Linked DNA regions of Zea mays: region 2 is linked to region 1. A link is a contact called in public Hi-C data. All regions are on one chromosome and are shown on one strand. The core of a region is the stretch at or near the end of the contact, and the rest is flanking DNA. Distances in the headings are between cores, read along the strand shown.

Region 1 (6,529 bases), core at 1,058-3,557:
AATGCTCTTTCTACAGTTGCAGTTGCAACAGGCAAAATCAAAGCCAATTCAATTAGACGATAAACCAATGGGAATACAGTATGTCTATCTGTCTTAACCATCTTCATAGCAAGATTACCAAGATCACAACATGATAGGAAACTTGAATCTTCTCTTCCTTCGGTAATGAATGTATCAAGTTGGTCTCTAAGAACTATACAATCATATTCTGTGAAGTCATCAACATAAATTTGTGCAAGTTCAACAAGCTTATCTTCATCATAGTTGGCAAAAGAATTACTAGGATCAAGACAAGCAACACATCTCAAGAGTTGAGTAGACCTTTCAGCAAAACGATTGTTAAACTCAACTATAACTTGATCCAACACCACATTGAATATTTCATGATGAAGATGCTCATAATAAGTAACCAACTGTCCTCTACGGCCTCTAGAACATCCTCTTCTAACTATTTCCGCTGACATATCCGGGACAACAATATTATGCTTGAGACAAAAATCCTTGGCCTCTTCAAAAATAGCATCCCAACCATGGTGTCTTATCTCATTTAATTTTTGCAATGTGACACCAACCAATCCTATGGCACGAATAATATTTTGATCTTTCTTTTGCAAGCATTGTGACAGGTCATTTGTCTTACCCAAAACTTTGATCATGAGGTGTAACACAAGAACAAACTCAAAGCTCTCCATTTTCTCTAATAAACCTGTCGCTGTGGTTCTTTGTGCTAGATTAGTGGCATCTTGACATACATTCTCTAACACCTCTAAGACAGCACTCCACATGAGTTGAAGACGACATAAGGCATAGGGGTTCTCATCCAATATCCTTCTCTGTAACCCATGGAATTCCCCTCTCATGTTTGATGCTCCATCATATCCTTGCCCACGTAAGTTTTTTATAGAGAGATTATGTTTAGAGAGCATACCATCTAAAGCTTGTTTAAGTGAAGATGAGCTTGTATCTGTAACATGTTCAATTCCAAGAAATCTATCAATCACCTGGCCTTGATTGTTGACAAATCTACATGGGAAAGTAAATCAGTAAAAATTACCAGCACTGTTTATAAAAATTTAATAATTACAACAATAACTTACCTCAAAATCAAAGCCATTTGTTCCTTGATAGATGTGTCTCGGGCCTCATCGATGATTATAGCAAATTTCTTATCCCCAATTTCAGCTAAGATGACTTTTTTGGTCTCTTCTGCACAAGCCTCACAAATTTGCTTTTGAATCTCCGGTGATGTCAACATACAACTTGTGACATTACATGTGACACACTCTGTCTTTGATTTTTAAAATCATCAAAACATCTTCTAGCCTTATTATGAGCACTATCAATGTTACCCACATGTACATCAAATGACTTAATCGCATTCTTCCAATTGTTATACCCTGTCGCACCAGTGTAGCTTTCAACACCAAAGTTTTCCCTTCTTGGTTGCTTGAAAAGGAAACAATAAAAGCAAAAGGCCGCATCTTTAGCAACACTGTATTCCAACCATTCATGCTTTTTGAACCATGATTCCTGAAAACTTCTTTGTCTATCTCCTATTCGCTTCTTGGGAAATATGTGACCTTTTGGTTGACAAGGGCCTAACAATAAATACTCTCTTCTAACAACATCTCGAATGTTCACATCTAACTCTTCAATTGGTTTTCGAAGTCCAGGATCACCAACAATCTCACTATCTATTGATTCCGTATTATTTTGTGCAGTCCCAACATCTAGTGATTCTTGATTGTTTTCATTTTCATCCAAATTAGTCCCAATTTGTACGTTTTGAATGATTTCATTCGATTCTTGATTTGACGCGACTTGATAAAATGATGCAATTGTTCGAACTCTCTTCATATTGTACACTGTAATTGTAACACAAATCACTGTAATTAGACACAAACACAATATGTTTTCTCAGTGTCAAACAACAAAAACAGACCTGCTTGCTGCTTGCTGCGCCTGCGCTGGTCTGCTTGCTTGTTGCGCGACTCAAATCGCTGCTTGCTGGCCGCTCTTGCTTTGCTTAATTGCTTGCCTGATTGCCTCCTTGGCTGATTGCTTCGGTTGCTTGCCCAAATGCCCAGCCAGCCAGCGGACGGCGGCCTGCTGCCCTGCTGCTTGCAGCTTTCTCGCTCCAGTCGCTTGGCCGCTCGCTGCTCGGGTGCGCGCGCGCTGCAAGCCTGCAACTGCTTGCTTGCCGGCGTGCCGCTCCTGCTTGCTTCTCGGGCGCGCGCTGCTCCTGCTCGGCTGGCGGCTGCGTTGCCTGGGCACGCGCCTGGCTGCTTGCTTGCACCGCCGCCTGTAACGGTAAGGCCCCAAGCTTCCCAAACCCTAAACCAAATTAGTTGGGCTGTACTGTTACATAATTATTCGGCCCAAGAGTAGGGCCTGGGCCCTAGTGGCCCCAGGCCTGAATCCGCCCCTGCGTGTAGCCACGACTAGCCAGTAACTGTCTCTGCTCACATACGTACATATGCATGCCATGCCGTGGGAGTATGTGTAATCGTGCTGTCGTTAGGATGAAGAATTCGATCCAAAATCTTCTAGCGACCACAACATCAGACATTCAGACTGCTTCAAGTATGCAACGGCGATCGACGTAAGAGCTCGCATCTTTTGATATGTGAAAAAGAAAAGAAAAGAGAGGGAGGATTGCTGTGCCAGATTGGTTCCATATATTATAATAATAATATACCCACTGCTTACGCTGTGTGGCGAGACGTCGACAGGGACTCCGACTCCGAGTAGTTAAGTAGCTGGGAGCAGAATATGATGGGGGAGGGGGCGGCCTCTTTGGTCACTATCTCTCCCAAACTGGATGGATGGAAACATGGGGGCATGGGTGACCGATGATGTTTCTGCTCAATAATCTTCCTCATGAACATTCCTCCAAATCATGCATGCGCGCTCGAAACACATACAGCCATGCATGGCAGCATCAGCATGCAAGAAGAACGAGAAACAAGGGAGCTCTACCCATTCCCCCTTCAATTCCTTCCACATGCATGCGAAAAGGTTAACAATGCAATTGCAACGCAACGCAAGAGGAGCACCCAGCTGGATCGAGAAACTCAGCAAGGATTTCTGATATATAAAACCAAAACGGATTATCAGCTGCTACTTGTGTAACAGAGGCCGCTCTTCATCGTCTTTCTGAACGTGACGTGTCGTGAAAATGCGCGGCACATCATAGTTGCCGCCTCGTGGACGCGCTCAATTATTATTCATACGTGCCTTCCTTCGCTTTCCTGCAACGCTGGACCAGAACCAGAGAACGGGCCGCGAATTATTGCGCGCCGCAACTGTAATGCATGCATGTAAAATGGTTTGGCCTCGCATCGATCGATGTCAGTAGTACGTACTAGCATATAGCAACATTTTGCACTCAGAAAGGATGTCGTCGTCGTCGTCATCGTCTCTCACTGGCTGGTGTGCGGTGTAAATTCAGGGCGGCAGCCTCAGGTGACTGATATATGTCAGCCAGTTGCCCAGTAGGGGCTGGTGCGTCCATCATCTTTGTTACGTTAGCGCTCTGAAGAAACGCCCATGCATGAAGACAAGCTCGGCTAGCTAGCTAGAGCACCGAGCGGTACCGGTCCGGGGGGAGGGGGGCATGTGGGAGCAGCTAGCGCCGTCCCTGAATTCCGGTTACTAGCTAGCGGGAGCATCATTCATGACATCGGCCTGCCCATCATGCATGATCTGAATTCTCAAGTAGGGCTGAAAACGAGCTAGGTGGCTGTTCGAGCTTGGCTCGTCCATTGCACGAGCTCAAAAATGTGGCTCGACTCACGAGCCGTAACTGATAAATATTATTATATTATAAAATAATTAAAATTATATAAATATAGAATATAAAATCATCATTTCAATATTTACGAGTAATCTAAATTATAAATTGTCACAAATTTATCATCAAATAATCATTGTTATTTTGTAAATTAATTAATTTGTCATAGCTCGCGAGCCTGAACGGCTCGGCTCGGCTCGGCTAACCCCCCTACTATATGCATGGTTGGTCGTGTGGTTAGGCCTGTTAATGGTAAAAAATCCAATCCATTCCCACCCATACCCAAATCTAATTACTTTGATATCCATCCCACACCTAACCAAAAATACTAGAAGAAAGTTAAACCCAACCCATCCAATAACATTATTGATCCCAAACCAACCCGTAATTGGGTGGAAACCCATGGAAAACCCGTGGGTTTAGCTTATTGTCTCACATCAAGCCAACTGCATACACTGATACACAGTGATAATTTTATAGATAATTTCAGTGACATAAAAAACATAGTTGCATACACACTGATAGTTTTTTTTACACTCGATAAAGAGCTTTTTTTGCCGAGTGTCAAAAATATAACACTCGGCAAAGAGCTCTTTGCCGAGTGCTTTTTTCCAACACTAGACAAGACAATTTAAAAATCACATTTAAAACCAGTAAATTAATTCAAATAAAAAAGTTTTCAACTACAAATGTCGGGGACCATAATTAGGGGTACCCTCAAGGCTCCTAATTCTCAGCTGGTAACCCCCATCAGCATAAAGCTGCAAAGGCCTGATGGGTGCGACTAAGTCAGGGATCAGTCCATTCGAGCGACTCGATCACGCCTCGCCCAAGCCTAGCCTCGGACAAGGGCAGCCGACCCCGGAGGATTTCCGTCTCGCCCGAGGCCCCCCTCCAACGGCGGATATATTTCCGGCTCGCCCGAGGCCCTGCCTTCGCTAAGAAGCAACCCTGACCAAATCGCCGCACCAACCGACCAAATCGCAGGAGCATTTAATGCAAAGGTGGCCTGACACCTTTATCCTGACGCGCGCCCCCCAGCCGGCAGAGCCAAAGTGACCGCCGTCACTTCGCCGCTCCACTGACCGGCCTGACAGAAGGACAGCACCGCCTGCGCCACTTCGACTGCGGTGCCACTTGACAGAGTGAGACTGACAGGCAGTCAGGCCCGGCCGAAGGCACCATAGGAAGCTCCGCTTCGCCCGACCCAGGGCTCGGACTCGGGCTAAGTCCCGGAAGACGGCGAACTCCGCTCCGCCCGACCCAGGGCTCGGACTCGGGCTAAGTCCCGGAAGACGGCGAACTCCGCTCCGCCCGACCCAGGGCTCGGACTCGGGCTAAGTCCCGGAAGACGGCGAACTCCGCTCCGCCCGACCCAGGGCTCGGACTCGGGCTAAGTCCCGGAAGACGGCGAACTCCGCTCCGCCCGACCCAGGGCTCGGACTCTGGCTCAGCCCCAGAAGACGACGAACTCCGCTTCGCCCGACCCCAGGGCTCGGACTCTGCCCTGGCCTCAGCCGACGGCCTCCGCCTCGCCCGACCCAGGGGCTCGGACTCGACCTCGGCCACGGAAGACAGACTCGACCTCGGCTTCGGAGGAGCTTCCACATCGCCCAACCCAGGGCGTAGGCCAGCCACGTCGACAGGAGGCGCCATCATCGCCCTACCCCGAGCTGACACGCGCCGCAGGAAACAAGACCGGCGTCCCATCTGGCTCGCTCCGCCAGATAGGCAATGATGGCGCCCCCCATACTCTGTGACGACGGCGGCTCTCGGCCCCCTTACGGAAGCAGGAGGACGTCAGCAAGGACTCAACCGCTCCGACAGCTGTCCCTCCGCCAGGCTCCATCGCTCCTCCGACGGCCACGACATCACACCAGCTGGGTGCCAAAATCTCTTCGGCTGCCACAACGGCATGTACTTAGGGCGCTAGCTCCCCTCCGCTAGACACGTAGCACTCTGCTACACCCCCCATTGTACACCTGGATCCCCTCCTTACGCCTATAAAAGGAAGGACCAGGGCCCTCTTAGAGAAGGTTGGCCGCGCGGGGACGAGGACGAGACAGGCGCTCGCTTGGGGCCGCTCGCTCCCTCTCCCGCGTGGACGCTTGTAACCCCCTACTGCAAGCGCACCCGACCTGGGCGCGGGACGAACACGAAGGCCGCGGGATTCCCACCTCTCTCACGCCGGTCTCCGGCCGCCTCGCTCTCCCCCCTTCGCGCTCGCCCTCGCGCTCGACCCATCTGGGCTGGAGCACGCGACGACATTCACTCGTCGGCCCAGGGACCCCCCGGTCTCGAAACGTCGACAGTTGGCGCGCCAGGTAGGGGCCTGCTGTGTGTTGACGAACAACTTCCCGTCAAGCTCCAGATGGGCAGTCTCCAGCAACCTCTCCAACCCGGGACGGTGCTCCATTTCAGGAGTCTTGAGTTCATGTCCCTCGACGGCAGCTACGACATGATACTCCTTCCACCGCCGCGCGACAACGACAATGGCGGCCGACAGCCCGCCCGCCGGCGGCGGAATCGACGACGTCTTCCCCGCGTGGTGGAAGAACAACCTTCGAGCTCATCCTGCCCTTTCCCCCGCCGACGGAGGGGAAGGCAGGCGACCAAGGCCAAGCAGGAGGCAACGCCTCGTCGATTGTCGAGCGAGTCGACAGTCCCGGCACCCCAACGAGGGGCGCACCGGGTATCGACTTCGCGCTTGAGACGAAGACGAGAGCCGTCTCCCCG
Region 2 (6,529 bases), core at 2,430-4,929, 190 kb before region 1:
GTCCTAGTTCAGTAGGTTAGTAAAGTACCCAGGTGACATGGAGCTGCAAAACATTTGAGTAAACATTTAAACAACCACACCACTGTCCTCCAGGAGCCATAAACTAACTTATTTGACAGTCACATAGATTTAGGATAAAATGAATAAATATTCATGGTGCATATATTAAATGACATAGCAGGGAGTTTACTAATCTCTTGAATTAGAATACATACATGATGTTGTACGTTACTACTGTCCATTCCTACCTCTTGTAGAAGAAAAGGTCAACAGTATGTATGCATCATGCTATACGTTACATGATGATGCACAATACTTCTGTCCATTTAGATATTGCAATCAGCTACAATATCACTGAATAAATAGAATGAGGCAAACAACAAGTTGAAACTTTCAGAATTTCTATCGAGGGGACACTATGATATCGGCCAATGAAACAGAAATAGAACAAATAGGTTTTACATATTCATATACATTTACAGAACAATTGAATTGAAGCTTTCCACCGAGGAGTGATTGTGATATCTTCCAATGAAACAGACCCGAACAAAAAATAAGCTCAGAAAAACAATGCATTCAGATGAATTAGATATTACATATTGAGATACGTATCTCACACCTGTAGTTATCCATGTTCGGCAAAGGAGCTTGGTGTGTCGCCTGTGATGCAGAGCGATGGTCGCCAGCAACGTTTGATGGCCGACGGCGAGACACCAGTGCGGGACCCTGGCGAGACGCGCCACGGGCGGGCTGGGAACCACCGCAGATTGCATCAAGAACTCTATTCAAAGATAAACGTTGATTCTTCGCCGTCGGCCGTGACAGGGGGGAAGGAGGCCGACCATCCATCGAGTCTGCCGTCAAATCCAGATCGGGATCAGTAGAACAAGGGAACGAAGGAGTAGTTCGACGTAGTACGGGCGACGTACCAGGGGATCTGCAGGATGGCGGTCATAGCAGGATCGGGACTTCAAAGATGACGGCAGCAAAGGAAAGAAACTGCTAGGTGAAAATTCCGTGGGAGTTGAGATAAGCGGGAACAGTATTGGGGCGCTCCTACGTGGGTCTCAAATATACTGCTTGTGATATTGGTCCCTAATTTTTTTTATGAATGTCATTAAAATAGGGTTCCTGTTGGACCTCTTTTTTCTTGTTCGGGCCGTATATTTTAAATTGTCCACGAGTTTAGGGCCTCTATTAGAGTTGCTCTTATTCACTCAAATCCAATGGATAATATTATTTAGATGATCACTCATCCATCCCTCTCTCCCTTTCCCGCGACCCAGCACCCGAGCCTCCTCACTCACGTCGACGTCGACTCCTCTCCTCCCTCATCGAGATCGTAGCGTCAGCACCACTATATGCTAAGATTTGATTTATTAAACAAAATAGATTTGGTAGACAAAATCGATGATTTTTAATAAAAATATCGTTTATAAAGCTAATATAGTAAACTATTGAAGATGAAAGTAAATAAAGTTTCTGCTTATTTTATTAACTCGTTAGATTTATTAGTTTAGCCAGTTAATTAATTGAAAACAAATGGTGTTGCTTGTATTATACCGCGTCTTTAGCCCCGCCGTTGAAAGGTCAAGTTCCCCGCCTTGGTAAGTGGAACACAGGAACCCCAACGCAGCAACGGTAAAACCGGAACAATATGAAACTACTGCCGGCTAATTGGCTAAACGTGGACCGGGGCCAAGCAAGTACAGTAGCCCCAACGCAAACACACACCGAGAGCGGGCTACCCAGATCCGAAGGCGAGCCGCTGACGGTTCGCCGGCTCAAGCCGAGCAAAAGGCAAATCGCTGTCGGCTCCGGTCGCGGACGCGAATCGCGCAGGCGCCGGACTTGAACCGCAGCTGATAGCGGAACCCAGGAATCGAATTTAAATCAGGAAACTGGGGTGGGAAATGGAGAGAGAAAAAAAAGGCAACGCGCCCGTGACTGTTGGCCCCAGAATCCCGATCTCGACGCTCCCGCGCCTTTTGCGTAAAGACCCCCCCGCCACGATTCGTTATCCCGCGCCTCTCCCGGTTACTTAGATGTATTCGCAAAAGTGCCCCTAGCCGGGTCAATTCGTGTGGCCCACCCCGTTTTGCGCCGCGCACCCCGGGAGAAGCCGGGCCTCGCAGATGCTCGGGACGGTTGGGTCACATGCTTGGTGTGCCTGCTTTGCTTCGGAGCGTGGCCTTTGTCCCTAAATAAATAAAAAGGGTGGTTGGGCGCACCGTACATTCGGGTCGACCGGGTCGGGTTGGCTTGGCTCCCGGTCCCCGGAACTGCGGTCATTCATTGCGTACGGCGCGCGTCGAATCTCAAGGCACAGCCCTTCCCAAATGCAGAATTTACAGGAATGGAACCGATATGCACTTTTCCCCTTAGTAGTAGCTATATAATTCTTTAGTTTATAAATTTTGTTATTGAGTAGTGCTATATGCGTAGCAGTGCATGCGGCGACAAAAAAAAGAAAATGAAATTAATAATGAAATTCTGTGAGGTTCAGAACCAACATCTTTTCACCCAGTTATTATTGTCCGCACCGAGCAGGCACGCCCTCGAAATCTTTTTCCAGATGGGAGAGAATAAACCTTTTTTTTAAAAAATATAGCTGGGTCCAACTCGTCGGCCTGACTAAAAAGAGACCCGCCGCCCGGGATAAAGATCGCCACTGACCAGTACAGCCAGCCAGACACACAGGTGGCTTTTCAAAGGTTTTAAAAAAAAGCAGTGCCAGAAATATCGAAGGGGGGAGACTGACTGGACCGCTGCAGGCCGTCGCCGTTCAACCACCACACACGCCCCAATCCACCCATCCAGTCCAGGGCGTGGACAAATAAAAGCAGGCAGGCAGGCGCGCGCGGACGGAGACGCGGCCACGCCCACGCACTTCCAGATGGGATGGCAAGCCTCACGCAGGCAGGCAGCCAGACACGCACACATCCCCGTCCATGCCATTTTTTAAATTCATTTAGGCCTTGTTCGTTTCCATCGGATTGCACCCGGAATAATTCCAGCTAATCAAAGTTTATATAAATTAGAGAACCAATCCGGTCAGGAATCGTTCCGACCCACCAATCCGATAGAAACGAACAAGGCCTTACAAGGTTTCAAAATATCAGAAATCACTCATAGGTAACGGAAATATAACTGCAACTTGGGCCGGTCTGTATTCAATTGAATCTATACGCAGCCACACGTTCAGGTTTGAAGAATTATACTCAACAAGCACTGCCGTCACCTACCAGCAAAGGCACAAAAGCAGGCGAGAGAAAATAGGCAACCGAACAAAAATGCACTTCTGAGGTCTGACGCCAGCGGGGCGAGAGTGCTGGCTGGAAGCCTGGAACACGAGACTCGACTACTCGAGCGGTCGTCCATGGTATGGTGCCTGCTCTGGTTATTCGCATCAACGGGCCGCCACGGGAGCGTGTGGACAATACCTCTGGCACCCGACGAAACTCTCAAACTACACCGCCCGCCCGCCAGCTCCGGGAGGTACCTGAGCTGATAACTATAGACCTCGATGCACCACCGCACTGGCGACCAAACCAAAACCGCCCGAGCAAACTTTTTTCCGGAAACCCCCCTGCGAGAAACGTCGTCCGCAGAGCCGCCCACCGCGTGCAACGCTATATAAGGTGGCCCCGAACTCGGCGACGCTGCGCACAACACCTCGCTTTTTGTACTCTTCCGTCTTTGCCCTCGCGTTAACGCGCTCGTCTCGCCTGGCCTAGCTAGCTGCCTGCCTTGGCTTGCTTGCTACGTCGTGTACTATACACAGCGAGAGGAAGGAGGAGCAAGAAAAGAAAGAAAAGAGAGAGAGTCGCTTCCTTTCCTCCAACTTATTCCATGGAGACCTCTTCTCACAAGCGGGCGCGGGAGGCGGTCGACCTCGCCGCCGCCGCCGGAGAGGCCGTGTGGCCGGAGGCCGACGCCAAGAGGCTGCGGCCGCAGGACCTGCTCGACATGCTCGACGACGACACCGAAGCGGCGGCCGCCGGCGACCTGGCGTCCGTCATGCGGAGCCTGGAGGAGGAGATAGCCAGCTTCGACGAGGCCGCGGAGGCGGCGCCGTCGCAGCAGCCGGAGCTGGGGTTCCTGCTCGAGGCCTCGGACGACGAGCTGGGGCTGCCGCCGGCGGGATCCGCCGCCGCCGCCTCTTCGGAGGAGGCCGGCCTCGCCGGCCCGCCGGAGCCCGCCGCCGCGCTCTACGGCCAGATCTGGGGCTTCGACGACGAGATCGACGGAGGCTTCGGTGGCTACTCGCCCGAGGCTGCCGCCGCGGCCGCCGCCGCCGCCGCGTGGGACGACGACGTCTTCGGCGCCGGCCTGTTCGCGTTCGGCGACGACGCGTGCGCGCCGTCGGATCTCGCGGCGCTGCGCCACGAGTCCATGCCCGCCGTCTGATGACGCGTCCCCCGTGCGTGCGGCCGCACCCAGGGGATTAGCCCCTATCTTTTTTTCTCGTTTTTATTTTTACCTTTTGGCTAACCTGAATGTAAAGTTTCTTAGGAGGGTTAAAACAGAGCCGTGCAAAACTTGGGAAGATAAGATTTCAGATAGGCGGAAGGTTCTGGAAATGGCCTCCCTTTTTTTTGTTTGCCCTCGGAATCTACCTCTCGCTTAATAGAAAAAGAAAATAAGAGGAAGCGAGTACATACATAAAGCTATTAAAATAAAAATAATAAACAGTGAAGCAAAAGACAGATGCCGACAAGTTTTCAAAAAACAGATGGAGGTGGGCGATTATACTGAGAGGAAAAAAATAATGTTTTCATGAATTGTTATCTGGAAAAAATACTTGCAAGGATCCAGCACTCCAAATTGGAATTGGAAGAGTCCGCGAATTTTCGCAACCTTTTAGACGGGGAAGAATAATTCTGGCTGCTACGGTTGACCATGAGCAGGAAACTGTTTTACATTTGCCTGGGAACGAGATTAAGTTAAGGGCATGTACAGTGGTATTTAATGTGGGAGCTCTTAAGGTGTTTTAGGGGGTTATTTGCAAAAAAATCTTAGAGCCGTCTCTCCGTGAAGAGACGCCTCTGGCTCGTAAACCAAGTAACAACAGACGCCTCACTTCCCACTATACAAATTTGTCGTCTGTTCTATCGATCTGATGCTATATAAATACATTTAATTCTGTATTTATTAATAAACTACGTTTATAGACACTCCATTGTACAATATAGTCTCTTAGTTGTCTCCTGTGCTTGGAGAACCGTTTTGGTGTCTCTCCACTGTACATGCCCTAACAGGGAAAAGACCGTGAGCCACCGGCTCGCAGGACTAGCCGTTCGCCGTTGTTGTGAGGTAGTCGCTGCGCACACAGGAAACGTTGTCCGGGAACAGCTGTGGCGTGGAGCACTGCCGTGTGCCCGTGTCCCTACTCCTAAGTCTTAACTGAACCTGACGTTTCCTCATTTTCTTATCGTCAGTTTATTGGGAAGACTTTTACCAAGCTATAGTTCATTTCATGATGTCAGGGAAGTATTTTAAAGACTGAGTATGGTCTTGGCACCAAGATCATCTGCAAGAGGCTAGCTAAGGCTAGCTAAATGACTCGTCAAGCCAAATTTTGGTAAATCAACATCAAAATAAATCTCCAACAGACTAGCTATCTGACTTTCAAATTAGCTCTCTCACTAACCAAACTTGACTAGTCACCTAACTAGCCAAAATAGATAGATAGTATGTTGGAGTTAAATGCTATATAAAAAGTGTAGTCTTTATAAAAAGATAAATAGATATTCAAATATAGATTAAAAAATAAAGAGTATCTCTTGGAGGTGCTCTAATACCAGTTTTATGTTTCATCTATCATCTATGAAACAATTACTCCACACTCATTCTAGATAATAAAGTGTTTTACTGCATACCTATACATAATTTTATGTGTTGTTAAAAATATCTATTTATGCAGAAAAACCAGAACACTATATAATTAAGAATAAAGAATCAAATTTCCTATATTACAAACGCGGTTCGAAACGAGGCCAACCAGGACGTCCACGTCATCAGAAAAATGTGAACCGTTCGATTTCTAATCGACACTTCCTATGCACCGATGCAACAGTAGTATTGGCGGATTAAAAAAGGAAATAAAAAGCAACCGTCTACTCTATCCAGAAGAGTGTCGAGAGAATTCTGCTGCCCTTCGGGATACTTCTCCTTCCACCTCATCTCACTTTCTCTCCCAGATATGTTTCATCTTCCTTCGCTTTCCTCCTCTCTACATTGCTCTGGATGTATGCGTAGCGCCTGCTACATCACCGAAAAGGCATCGCAGACCTTCGATCGTATCAGACGGTGGAGAGTAACACCAGCTCAAAACCCTAGCCTCCAACTCATATACCTGCTGCTCGCCCCGACGCGCATCAACTTCCGCCGCCGCCCCTTCCTCTTCGTCGCTCGCCTCACGCCTACGCCACCACCTCTGCCATGGTGCATCTGCCGCCTCTCCTCTCCACGCACCTGCGGCCTAACCGTCTGTTGCTGACCGTTTTTGTTGTTCTCTTAGGCCCCG

Evidence for each region. A called contact is a pair of places that touch in the nucleus more often than the background predicts.
Region 2: a Hi-C map of root tip shows a contact between it and region 1, with 4 times the contacts expected there. The contact joins the promoter of LOC100278084 here to the promoter of LOC118476640 in region 1. A contact is called at or near these places in 16 of 25 Hi-C or Micro-C datasets (bundle sheath, ear, endosperm and 5 more) and 2 of 3 datasets of contacts at active chromatin or transcription factors (leaf and seedling).

What each region holds. Positions count from the first base shown.
Region 1 is chr3:22,434,514-22,441,042 of Zm-B73-REFERENCE-NAM-5.0, reverse strand. It overlaps LOC118476640 (transcription factor Maf), which reads right to left and starts at 2,307. Exons shown (of 5, transcript XM_035966163.1): 1 at 1,943-2,307; 2 at 1,098-1,865; 3 at 1-1,023.
Region 2 is chr3:22,626,213-22,632,741 of Zm-B73-REFERENCE-NAM-5.0, reverse strand. It overlaps LOC100278084, which reads left to right and starts at 3,679. Exons shown (of 1, transcript NM_001151477.2): 1 at 3,679-4,551. The coding sequence starts at 3,853. The coding sequence ends at 4,410. LOC103649848 (a long non-coding RNA gene) reads left to right here and starts at 6,142. Exons shown (of 5, transcript XR_563746.4): 1 at 6,142-6,447; 2 at 6,524-6,529.